Regions from separate parts of the Mus musculus genome. Here region 2 is linked to region 1. A link is a contact called in public promoter capture Hi-C data. All regions are on one chromosome and are shown on one strand. The core of a region is the stretch at or near the end of the contact, and the rest is flanking DNA. Distances in the headings are between cores, read along the strand shown.

Region 1 (5,567 bases), core at 1,042-3,541:
CCATGGAATACTAATGACCTTAGTTGGACAAGCCAGCTTCATTTCCCAACCTCAAAGCCCAGCAATACAAAAGAGGTTCATGACATCCTTATCACTGTCTTGTAAAATGACAAAACTAAGGTGTGTCAAAGAGGAAACAGCACACACACACACACACACACACACACACACACACACAGAGAGAGAGTCACAGGATAATCATGGGAAAATTCAGAACACCATTTAACTTTCTTCCTCTTATTCTGTGTTTAGTTTTGGTTTTACTTTGAATTGTATGAAAGGAAGGACATTTCCTATAATCCTCTCACCCTTAGAGGTTAAGATGAACTTAAAACTTTCTGATTTGAAAATTTTCAAATAAAAAAGTTTCAAGGTAATATTATATACATGTATATGCATATATATATATATAAAATCTAGGATATATATATGTACACATATATAGATGAATGTACATATATATCCTAGAACCCTTGTTAACTCTCTTACATATGATCTTTGTCACCACTGATGTCCTGAATTGTATTTTAACTATTTTTATAGAATCTTTCTATGTCGTACATATTAACCCCAGCCCTCTCTGATATTTCTCTGTTAAATGTAGCTTTCACATTATATACCTATTTCCTTCATTAAGTGGACACTTTCTTCCTTGCTTCCTTCTACCATCCTCTGTAATGCAACTGCCATGACACTGCTCAGAAGTAAACTTTGTAACATCGTTCTTTCTCTGTAGAGTGCCACCCATGATTACAGTCACTCTCGGGTCCCTGAAGTTGTAGTATCAAATCCCAATCCTTGCCCCTACATAATTCAGGATACATCTAAGAACAACTTTGTTGATGTAACACCGATACTAAGGCAAACTTAATCTTCCTAAAATACTATTGCCTAAAGCAACCTGCGGCTAGTTAATGCCACGCCCATGTGCTGTCCTAGTCTCCTCCTCGGAGGAACCCCAGTCTTTCCTAATTTGGCACTTCAGGGTGCCACGGTCCACCCAAGTCGGTTATGGGGGTCTCTGGAATGAGGGTCCTCAAAGCTAGGTGGGTAAGGATTCGGTGGTGACAAACAGAAACAAACACAGAGGCAGTTTGAATCTGAGTGCATTTTGCAGCTCTCAAGCAGGGGATTTTATACATTAAAAAACCAAACATTACATCTCTTAGAAACTATATCCAGTGAAACAATCACAAATACCAACAAAAATCATTTGGCACAGTAAAGCACAAAAATCATCCAAGCATTACAACTCTGAAACTATGCATTCAGTGAATCACAAACAGTACAGGTAACATCATTATTAATATAAATCATCAAAATATAACAATTCTAAAAGGATGTATTCAGTGGGGGCTGTTGTCCAAGTCTAGTGGCTTATTTCTAGGAGCAGGTTAATAAATCTTTAATGGTCAGTGCTCTTAACCACTGAACTAACTCTCTAGCCCCATGGTCAATTACTATTTAACATCTAGTATCTGGGTTTTTTCTTTTTCTTTTTTAACAAATCTTCAATATGTAAATTCAAACTATTTTAATTCTTTCTAATTAAGGCTTTCTTTACCATACACCAAAATCCACCTCCGATGACACACGTGCAGCCATATGAAATTTTATTGTTGGGAAAGTTTTTATCTATCGTAATAGTTTTGTAAATGATTTAGAAAGTAAGGCATTGTTTTCCCGGGGGATAAGGTCATGTTAGTGGCCCCCATCTCTAGGGTTGGTTTCTTACCCATTATTCTTGCTTAAGATCTTGGCCTAGGCTACCAGGAACATGTAAATAAGAAAAGGAATAAGAGAAAACAAAACATTGCCATAAGAACTACCACTCAATATTTTTTTCTCCGGCGAAGAGTTCCACACCGGTTCCAGGAGGCCTACCCCTTTTGAGGTCAATAGCCTCAGTTTGTGGAACTTGTCATACAGATCCTACTGGAAGTGGTGTGGCATCAGGGTCTCAATCCCTTTCCCGGAATTGCAGCAGTTTGGCTGCCCTTTGAGCACAGGAAACACATGAAGCCAACTTAGTTGAGAGGGACGATTCCAGAACTTTTACAGGTAGTTTATTTTTTTTTTTTCCATATCATCTCTTGGAGGACTAGGCGTGCATCTCGGGCTGGTTCTTCTCTGGAGTTTGGGTCACTGCCTTCAGTGAAGACACTAATTGCTAGGGATTTTGAGTTCTAGGTTTCTACCCTGGGCTGCAACGACCAGTGAACCACAATTCCCAGGAGACTCCGCGCTCCCGGATCTTGCCGGCCTCCGTCGTCAGTCACGTGGGCACCGATGATAGATCACGTGAGACCTGGGCGCGGGTCACGGGAATGCTGCCGGTCTGCCGGCTGTTCTTGTTGAGTTTGGTCCTCAGTGGGCCATGGCCAACGTCTCTAAGAAAGTGTCTTGGTCCGGCCGAGATCGCGATGATGAGGAGGGGGCGCCACTGCTTCGAAGGACAGGGCAGCCTGACGAGGAGACGCCGCTGCTGAACGGAGCTGGGCCGGGCGCGCGCCAGGTGAGGCCCGCGGGCCGGAGATGCAGCCGCCGGGATCGCTGCGCCGGTCCTCAGTGTGCTGGCGGGGCCCAGAGGGAGGCCACGGTGCTCTCCTCTGTTATTTTTTTGAATCCTGGAAGACTTTTATTTTTGATAGCCTCGCACTCATAAACCTCTTCTTTCTTTCTCTTTGAACCCCTTCTTCCCATCTCGTTCCTCAGTGGCTACACCATCAGAGAAAATGATACCCTCTCCTCCAGGAACCGTTGTCGCTGACTTTTCAGCAAGAGATCCCAAGACTTTAACGTTGCTTTTGTTTTTTAATTTTACTTTTCGTGGTGAGGGTCAAGCCAGGGTTTACACATACAAGGCAATCATAACGACCTCAGCTCTGCACCCATAGCCCTTGACGTTTCAAGATAAGGTCTCACAGTGAGACCACCAATGAATTCATAATCCTGTCTCATTTTCCCAAGAACTTGGAAGGCCTGGACTACACGCTTGGTAGTTTTCAATTTAAATGGCAGAATTGTGCTTTCGGTGAAAGTGCCTGTCTCCTTTCTCACAGGAGTAATTCCAGACGTTTGGGACACAATTGCAGTGTCAAGCATCCCCACTCATTTTCTCTTACTACCTAGTTGAACTTGGAATGTGCAGCCAGACATGATAAGCAACAAGTCAGAGGCCAGAGTGTGCTCAGCACTGCGAACAGTTTGTGCCTTCAAATGCCTAGCGTTTAAGACCGGGACAGGCTTGTTTACTTGTGTGCTTTTGCTTCTTTTGCCTGTGTGCATCGTGTTAATTTTGAGTCAGTTACTTATATCAATTCCTTGATGTTAGTCTGTTTTATAACTGTCCTTTACCCTTCCTCCTCCTGATGTTAGAGGTGTCTTAACAAACACTCCTGCTGTTTTAAAGGCTAAGAAGAGCACAAGATAGGGCTACCGCATCAAAACTTACATTTAGGCTTTCTTTGCTAGACCCTTGAAGGTGCAGTGGACAGTGAAAGTCAAAGTCAGCTCCTTGTTGCTGGGAAGCAGCTCAGGCCCTTTTGAAGGACGTGTGCTTGTGACTCCGGTCTGCAGTAGTGATCAGAAATAAGTAAGGTGGTAGAGCTGTGTCTGCCTCCCTAGGGTGTTTCTGGGTGGTGTGATTTGTTATCCCTGTTGTAAAGAAAGTAACCTTTGGGGAAGGGGGCTATTGCTGCTCTTGGAGAAGACTCAAGTTCAGGTCCTAGCACCCAGGTCCAGTGGCTCAACCACTTATAACTGTAGTTTCAGGTGATCTGACCACCTTTTCCTCTCCTGGCCTCCACTAGAGAGGCCTCCACCACACACACACACACACACACACACACACACACACACACACACACGTGTCTCTCTCCAAAAAGAAAGTAACTTTATGTTGGCAACTGGTTTTTAAGAGAGGGAAGAATTTGGAAACTGACAGAGTTGAGTTTGGGCTGAATACATGTGGGTTGTTTTGTTTTTATTTATTTTTGCTTTTCTTTGCAAATAGACAGAGTAAAGAAAGAGTTGATCTTTCCCCCTAAATACCACTATAGCTTTTTTTTTTTTTTTTTTTTTTTTAGACAGGGTTTCTCTGTGTAGCTCAGGCTGTCCTGGAAGCTCAGGCTGTCCTGGAACTCACTCTGTAGACCAGGCTGGCCTCGAACTCAGAAATTCACCTACCTCTGCCTCCCAAGTGCTGGGATTAAAGGTGTGCGCCACCACGCCCGGCTACCACTATAGCTTTTAAATCTGCAGATAATACAATTGATTGGTTGCTGTTAAACAACTTAAAAAATAATTGAGCACCTGCCCCATTGTGGGTTCCCAGGTCTGTGTGCAGGTCACTGAGGTGCATAGGACAGCTTTCTTCCCTCTGGGAACAGGCCCCAACACCTTTCTGGGTCTGTGTGACGAGCCCTGTAGGAATATGTGCAATGAGCACTTTTGTGCCAAGTCCTTAGACAAGAAGAGCAACAGAACAGAGAGAATATATGTGTGGGATGTGGTCCGGGGGGTAGGAGCCTTTTTCAGGCACAAGAGTTGACTTGGGTGTGACTAGGCCTAGGAGAGGCTTGCAAGAAACTGGGGACTCCAGTGCTAAGGAATCCTTATCTGCTTAGGCAGGTCGAATAGGCACTGGCTACAGCTTGGGAACCCTCTGTGCTGAGCTGAGCACTGGACCAGCCAGAATTTCCGGCAGGATCTGAGGCCAGCTGGTGCCAGTTTTCTCATCTGTAAAAAGTTAATGAATGTATAATACTGAGCAAGCCTGTTAGAAAACAGGTTCTCAGTAGATGCTAGTCATTAACGACGGGTCTGGAGACAGAGTGCTTGCCTAGCATCAGTGAAACCCTGGGCTCAGCCTCCAACACCACATAAAGCTGCGTGTGGTGGCACATACCTATGACCGGGCATGCCAGTGCTGAGAACGGGAATCAGAAGTCGAAAGTGATTTTTGAGGCCAGGCTGAACTAGATGAGACCCTGTCTCAAAACAAACAAATCAAAAACCCTACCCAACTAAAAGAACTTTGTCTTTGCGCTTGACATTTGGCTATGTCCGCTCTTCGGCTGAATGTCTTGTTGGCGTTTCTTTTCCCAGGGACGGTCCGGACAGGACAGTAGGCTCCTAGGTAAGCGTGGGTTGCCCTGGTGCTGCAGTAGGAGTCTTCATGAGCTAGTCTGCAGTCAGGACCCTTTGGAAATAGAAAGGGGAGCACAGTGGGGTGGCCCTGGGTACTGAACATGCGCTCATTATCCTGGCTACCTCCTGAGCCTCTGGGGTTTGTTGCAGCACCTCCAGGGTTGGGTGGAGGCAGTGTTGCCACCCAGCCAGGCAGAAGCTGGCCAAGCAATGTGGTAGCTGCTGAAGGCTGGCCAGGCTGGGCCCTGTTTAAAGCTCAGGCCCTGTGGCACTACCTTTTCTTAGATGTGGGGTGATAGTGGAACAGGGAGAAAGTGAGGTCAGCCTGCAAGTCATGGTCATGTGCGTGGGCAACAGGAAGTAGAGTTTTCTGGGAGGCTGTTTGATCCTAGAGCAAATGGTGGAGAGGTGGCAGT
Region 2 (5,567 bases), core at 1,132-3,631, 230 kb before region 1:
GGCTAGCACTTGCCTCAATCTGCATTGTCTTGGGCTGGATAACATGCACCTTGTTCTTGTAGCCACACCAAACTCGGTCATTCACAACAGCCATGCAGCGGATGGAGTGGTGTGGGTGGCCCAGGTCCATTAGGTGGTAGTTGCTCAGGTCCCACTGGCCATCTAGAAAGAGTCCAGGACACCTGTTCAGGTCTGGCTAGGATCTATCTCTGTTCACAGGGTTGGTGTGGAGGACCCATTGCTAGGCTCAGGATGGACCCAAGAGCCCCTAGACCTGTCTCTGCAAGGGCCACTAGGTCTTACCCTCTCCACGATGGAAGATAGCCAGGGTCCCATCTGCAAGAGCTACCAGCACTCGGCCTTTGACATGCCTGGAATGGTTAAGTCAGTGAGGCAGGATGGGGTTGCTGGGCCCTTGGGTCCCTAACCCCACCCCTCAGTGGGAAACACATACACCAGGCTCAGCACAGAGTCTTTTAGCTTGATGGAGTGCAGACACTTCTTCCAGTTGGCTACCGCTGAATGCACATAGAGCCTGCAAGAGGGCAGGTGGGCTGAGCTTACATGGTTCAGTGAGCCCTCCCAGCACATCCCATGTCTTGTGTCTTTGGCTTTACCTACCAGCCATTCTGGGCTCCTAGCCACATAGTGGGTGCAGCGCTACTGGTTGTTGTTGAGAGTTCCCCACTGGGCTCCACCTGAGGCTGTACAATGGTGCCATTGGACTCTGACCCATTCTCACTGCAAGAAGAATGGTAGCTGTAGCTGCAGAGTAAGTCCTGGAAGCATATGCTGATCCCTGTTCACCTCGCCATCCTTCTCTTCACTCAACTGACCCAACCTAGGAGAGCCTACCTGGCAGGCTGGGTGCTGGAGGATGGGGTGGGTGCTGGGTCAGTAAAGACATGCTCTGTGAGAGGCCCGGGCCGGACTGTCGTTGCTTCTGACTCGCTGGGACCAGGGTCTGGCACCTCCGTGGCTTCTGTGGCTTCTTCTGTGGATTGGGACGGGTTGACCTTCCCATTGGCAGTGGTCGCCACATCCCCTGTGGAGAGAGGGGTAAGCCTGGTAAGTGGAGGAAGAGGAGTGTGGAGTAGGGAGATGATGATCCAGGACTCACCCTGCCCCTTGTCCAGTACTGGGGTGTCTCCTCGTGAGGAACAGTTGCTACGTGGAACATTGCAGCGGGTAGCACACCCCACCAGGGTGATGCCAGCCAGCACACCATCAGCACCTGAATCTTCAGGGTTCACATCACTGTCTAGGAACATCTCCCCAGGGGGATAGTCACTGTCACTGGCCGCTGCGGGAAAAATTTCCAGTCCATCAGTCCAACACCACAAAGCTCCATCTCAGTGAAGGCAGGGAGGTCACACGCAACCATGCCTGCGACGCTCAGGCCTAGGGTCAAGCTTATAGGCCAAAACGAAGCTAAGAAGTAATGCTCTGCTCTATCACACGAAAGGTCCTGAAGAGCTCCAAGGAGTAGAGGCCACCCAGCAAATAGGCTTCAAAGCAGAGACATGTAGGGCTCTTAGCGCTACCCTGGGGCTGGGCTAAAAGGTCATGAGGCTGCTGCTGAGGGGTGAAGCCAGGGCCTTTGCCTGTACCCTGAAGAGCTTCCTCCTGGACTTGCATTCCTAGCAGGTCTCCAATCCCTACTTATTGCACATGTCAGTCCTACCTGGCTGAAAAGGAAGAGCTACCCGCCTCGAGCACCAGCTTTGCAGGGCAGTCCACAAGCAGCAGTGCCTGCTGTTGGACAGCACCTGGCAGTGGGAGCCCCGGCTCACCAGGAATGCTGGAGATACACAGGACGTGGGCATTGCAGACTGTGAACTGATCCACAATTGTGCCTGGCTGGTTGGCATCAATGATCACCACCTTGCTGGTTGTCAGGGTGCTGGTGAGGATCCATACCCGACTGGAGGTAGCATCTGCCTCAGGGGTTTCCTTTGCCTGTTTCAGAGCATATCAGGGGGAAATCAAAGCCAGTGCCTGAACTTGGTATTGACATGAATCAGGGAGTCTCAGAACTTCCTAAGATCTAGCTTTGAATATGGCATCAATGGATAGTTATCCTCCCCTATAGCCCGCAGATCCATATCATGATAGTTCATTTCTAAGAGGAAACCACAAACTTGGAGAGGCAACTCTCATGGCCTGTAAATCAAGCTGTGACCGTGCTCTGGGATTCATTGCAAATCACTGGGCCTCTCCTATGAGCAGTCCTCCTGCTCCCTAATTTACTACATGATAAAAGGTATGCCTGGTTCTCCCAAGCCCTCTGTTACCAAGGGCAGTAGACAGTCCCATCGCTCCACAGGCCAGGAGGAAACCTGGACTATAGAGAGGCAGCAGTGGTATCTTAGATGCTGCAGCACCTGCTCCTGTCTCAGACTGATAGGGGAAAAGAGATGCACTGTCACCAGGGTGTGGTCACTTAACTGCAGAACCTGCAGGAAACTATCTAGAGACTTTATGTAGGATAAAACCACATTCTTGATCAACATACTGACCTTCTTCTTCTCAGGTGATGGGTGTGTGCTCTTGGGTTCGCCTTCTCCTTCCCGGTCACAGGTCAGAGGGTCTCGACCTGGTACAGGCTTGGGTCCATTGCTAGAGTCCTCTTCATGTGGCTTCCACCCACTCAGGTTGACACCAGCAGCACACCACAGCTGCGGGGACAAGGCTGTGAGGTCTCAGTGCATCAGCTTCTCTGGGGCCTCCCAGGGGCTACAGTAAAGACTACCCTTTGTCCAGGGTTTCCTTGGAGGCCTCTGATCAGGGTCCTTGGTGCTCACCTTTGTCGAAGGGTCCTTCTCCACCAGAGGGCGGCAGTACACAGGGACAGGCACATTTTTCATCCGGGTGTCTTCCTGGCCTCCATTGGGGCTCAGCTGCAACAGAGTGGGAAGTTCTGTGGTATGAGGCCAAGGAAGACACTTTAGCCTTCAGAAATCTCAATTAGTTGCCTGCGGGCTTCTGGTACACAGTGCACTGGGTCTGGCTCTGCTGGCCCTCTGTGCTGGTTAGTTTTTGCCAACCTGACATAAGCTAGAACCCCCTGGGAAGAGGGAATGTCAACTGAGGAACTGCCTCCATCAGACTGGTCCATAGGCATGTGTGTGGGAGGTGATCTTGGGATGTGTAAGAAAGCAAGTTGCATATGCAATGAAAAACAAGCCAGTAAATACTATTCCTCAGTGATTTCTGCTTCAGTTTCCCTTGATGGTGGAAGTTAAGTCAAATAATCCCATTCTTCACCCAGGCTGGTCTGCTCAGGGTTTTATCAGAGCAACAGAAAGCAAACTAGAAAACCCTCAGAGTCACAGATCCACCAACACCAGCTAGGAAATGGGTGCCTCCTGGCTCTGCACTACCACTGTGTCCTTCTCACATCCTCTCCATACCCAGAAACCACCCCCTGTCTCAAGTACCTGCTTGTACTTGGCAGGCAGGCTCCACCCACAGGCCTGCAGCCTCCCGTCATCATTGCGCACGTGTTCACGAACCTGGCGGTACTGCTCCCGCTTCTGCTCCCGCCGGGCAGAAGAGGTGCAGTCACTGGGTGAAAAAATGACAGGTTACATCTGTTCAAGGTGAGCTGTCGGGGTGAGGCTGGAGCACCCAGACTCTCACTGGTCTTCCTCAGAGCCTGCCTGATTCTACCCTTGCCTTTTCTGGGACAGGGGTAGTATTTGACAGAAGGTGGCTTTTCCCAATTATGTCTGGGGTGTGATCCTGTGCTTAAGAGGTCATTTCCAGCTGTTCTGGGGCCTGCTCTGTTGCTGGTCAGCAACTGTGTAACCTAGGTGAGTTTACCAGTAGTTTCTCACAAAAGTGGCCCCAAGAAGCTTAACTAAGTGTTTGGGGCAGTGCTCAGACGTTAAGGTCAGACACAGGAGGGAAGAGTATGATGGGACCCAGCACAGTCTTCAAAGTCTAAGAGAATGGTTTCTTGGAACTGCAGTCCCTGCTAAAAGTCATTCAGACAGAACCTGAGGACTAGTTTTTGCTGGGGGTAGTGGACATAGAGAGAAGGTGTCATCTTTCCTGCTCTTGATAACTTCTGTCCCACAGTACAGAATATTAAAAGTCTGCTCTCCAACTTCAAGCATAGAGTGGATAGACTCAGGACACTTGGGGGCTAGGGATACCTACTCATCAGGGAAGAACTCCAGGGGCCTGCTGCCGGCTGAGATCTGGCACAAAGCATGGCTGCGACGCTGGCTAAAGCCAGCTGCAGTGGGTGACTTGTAGTGAATGTTCACAGATGGGTAGGATCGTTTGGCCGGAGGGGGGCTAGATGAGGAGCTGAAGAGGCGACTAAAGCTGCCATGGAAACACAGATAAGTGAGCCAAGTGTGGAACAGTAGCAGGCTGACGAAAGCCTCTTCTTCCATAGAGCACCATACTCACAACTGCCAGATGGTGGACTTCTTCTTCTCCTGGACAGATGGGTGTTCCCTTGATGCTCTGCAGGGAAGAGTAAAGGAGGAGCTGTGCCGGGTGACCCTGGAGCCCCCAAACCATGCCAACACTCGGGGGAAAGGAAGTGTGGTGGAGGGCAGTCAAATCCCAAGGCCTGCTAAAATTCTACAACCCCAGCTCAGGAAAAATAGATCCAATCAGAGCCATGAACTTGCTCAGAACTGTCAGAGGAAATGCTGAGGGGCACACCTGATCATTTCAGTCCACCTCACAGCCTCCTGCAGCTCCATGAGGCGTTCCTTGTACTGGTTGCGTTCCATGAGCACTCGGGCCATCTCCACCCGTGTGAAGCGTCGGCGCTGGGCCATGGGGATTTTGTCCTGCAGAGGGGGGAAATGTGGTTCCTCCAATGAGAAACAGGAGGACAGTCAAGCATACGTGGCTTCCTTCTGAGGTGTCTACCCCCTAGATGGAGATATAGTTGGGACAAGTGATGGTGGAATGGCAGGTTAGAGTGCCAGGGGAGCCCACATGGGGTTTGCCACTCTTCTCTCCAAAGCCTGAACAGAACGAGCTTAAGGGAGTTGGGAGAAAGTGCACAGGAACAGGTCCTGCCTGCACACGGCCTCACTGGCCTCACCTACCTGCAATCTGCTTCTGCCAATGTACAGTAAAAGAAGGTGGAGGCCTGAACGAGCCACTCTTTCACACTCAAGTAGCCACAATCCACATTCCCACCTCTGCTAGACTATCCTACACTATGGAATCTCTACACTACGTCCCAGAGACTGAACAGATTGCTGCTCTGTCACAAAGGACCCAGTATGTTCTAAAGTTATTCTGGTACAGAGGGACAAACTGTGCTGCCCAGACCTCATTTTGGGAAGTGAGAGGAAGTGCAGGCTCAGGGTTTGGCTGCACTGCCCAGGCTGCAGGTGCATACCAGTAACATCTTTGGTAACAAAATACCCCTGCTGGGACTGCAGAAGGCATCAGTAAGAAGGGGAACAAATGTGACCCTTCCTCAGTTTGGGAGGTCAGGGGTGGGGGGAGGAAGGATCTGCCAAAGGAGTGGTCTGATGCTGTTAAGTCACTTGATGGAATGGGAGAACATGCAGTAGCTTTAGCGGTCA

Evidence for each region. Promoter capture Hi-C pulls out the DNA fragments that hold promoters and counts their contacts.
Region 2: a promoter capture Hi-C map of erythroid cells shows a contact between it and region 1, with 5 times the contacts expected there. The contact joins the enhancer-like site here to the promoter of Clcn7 in region 1. A contact is called at or near these places in 2 of 39 promoter capture datasets (embryonic stem cells and erythroid cells), 1 of 484 Hi-C or Micro-C datasets (embryonic stem cells), 4 of 115 datasets of contacts at active chromatin or transcription factors (differentiating embryonic stem cells and embryonic stem cells) and 2 of 9 other capture datasets (adipose tissue and liver).

The regions. Positions count from the first base shown.
Region 1 is chr17:25,131,100-25,136,666 of GRCm38.p6, forward strand. It overlaps Clcn7 (chloride channel, voltage-sensitive 7), which reads left to right and starts at 2,292. Exons shown (of 25, transcript NM_011930.4): 1 at 2,292-2,515. The coding sequence starts at 2,378.
Region 2 is chr17:24,900,485-24,906,051 of GRCm38.p6, forward strand. Mapk8ip3 (mitogen-activated protein kinase 8 interacting protein 3) reads right to left here. Exons shown (of 33, transcript NM_001163449.1): 15 at 4,684-4,814; 16 at 4,423-4,479; 17 at 4,165-4,335; 18 at 3,441-3,567; 19 at 2,805-2,900; 20 at 2,520-2,678; 21 at 1,794-1,959; 22 at 1,121-1,303; 23 at 856-1,045; 24 at 622-741; 25 at 455-535; 26 at 304-371; 27 at 14-162. Among named protein-coding and RNA genes, the nearest start is that of Nme3, 6.8 kb to the left of the region's middle. Within about 2 kb of position 2,382, at least 16 of the 459 cell types and tissues checked have an H3K27ac peak or open chromatin away from gene starts, as enhancers often do. A contact at or near this core is called in erythroid cells, where this site is marked.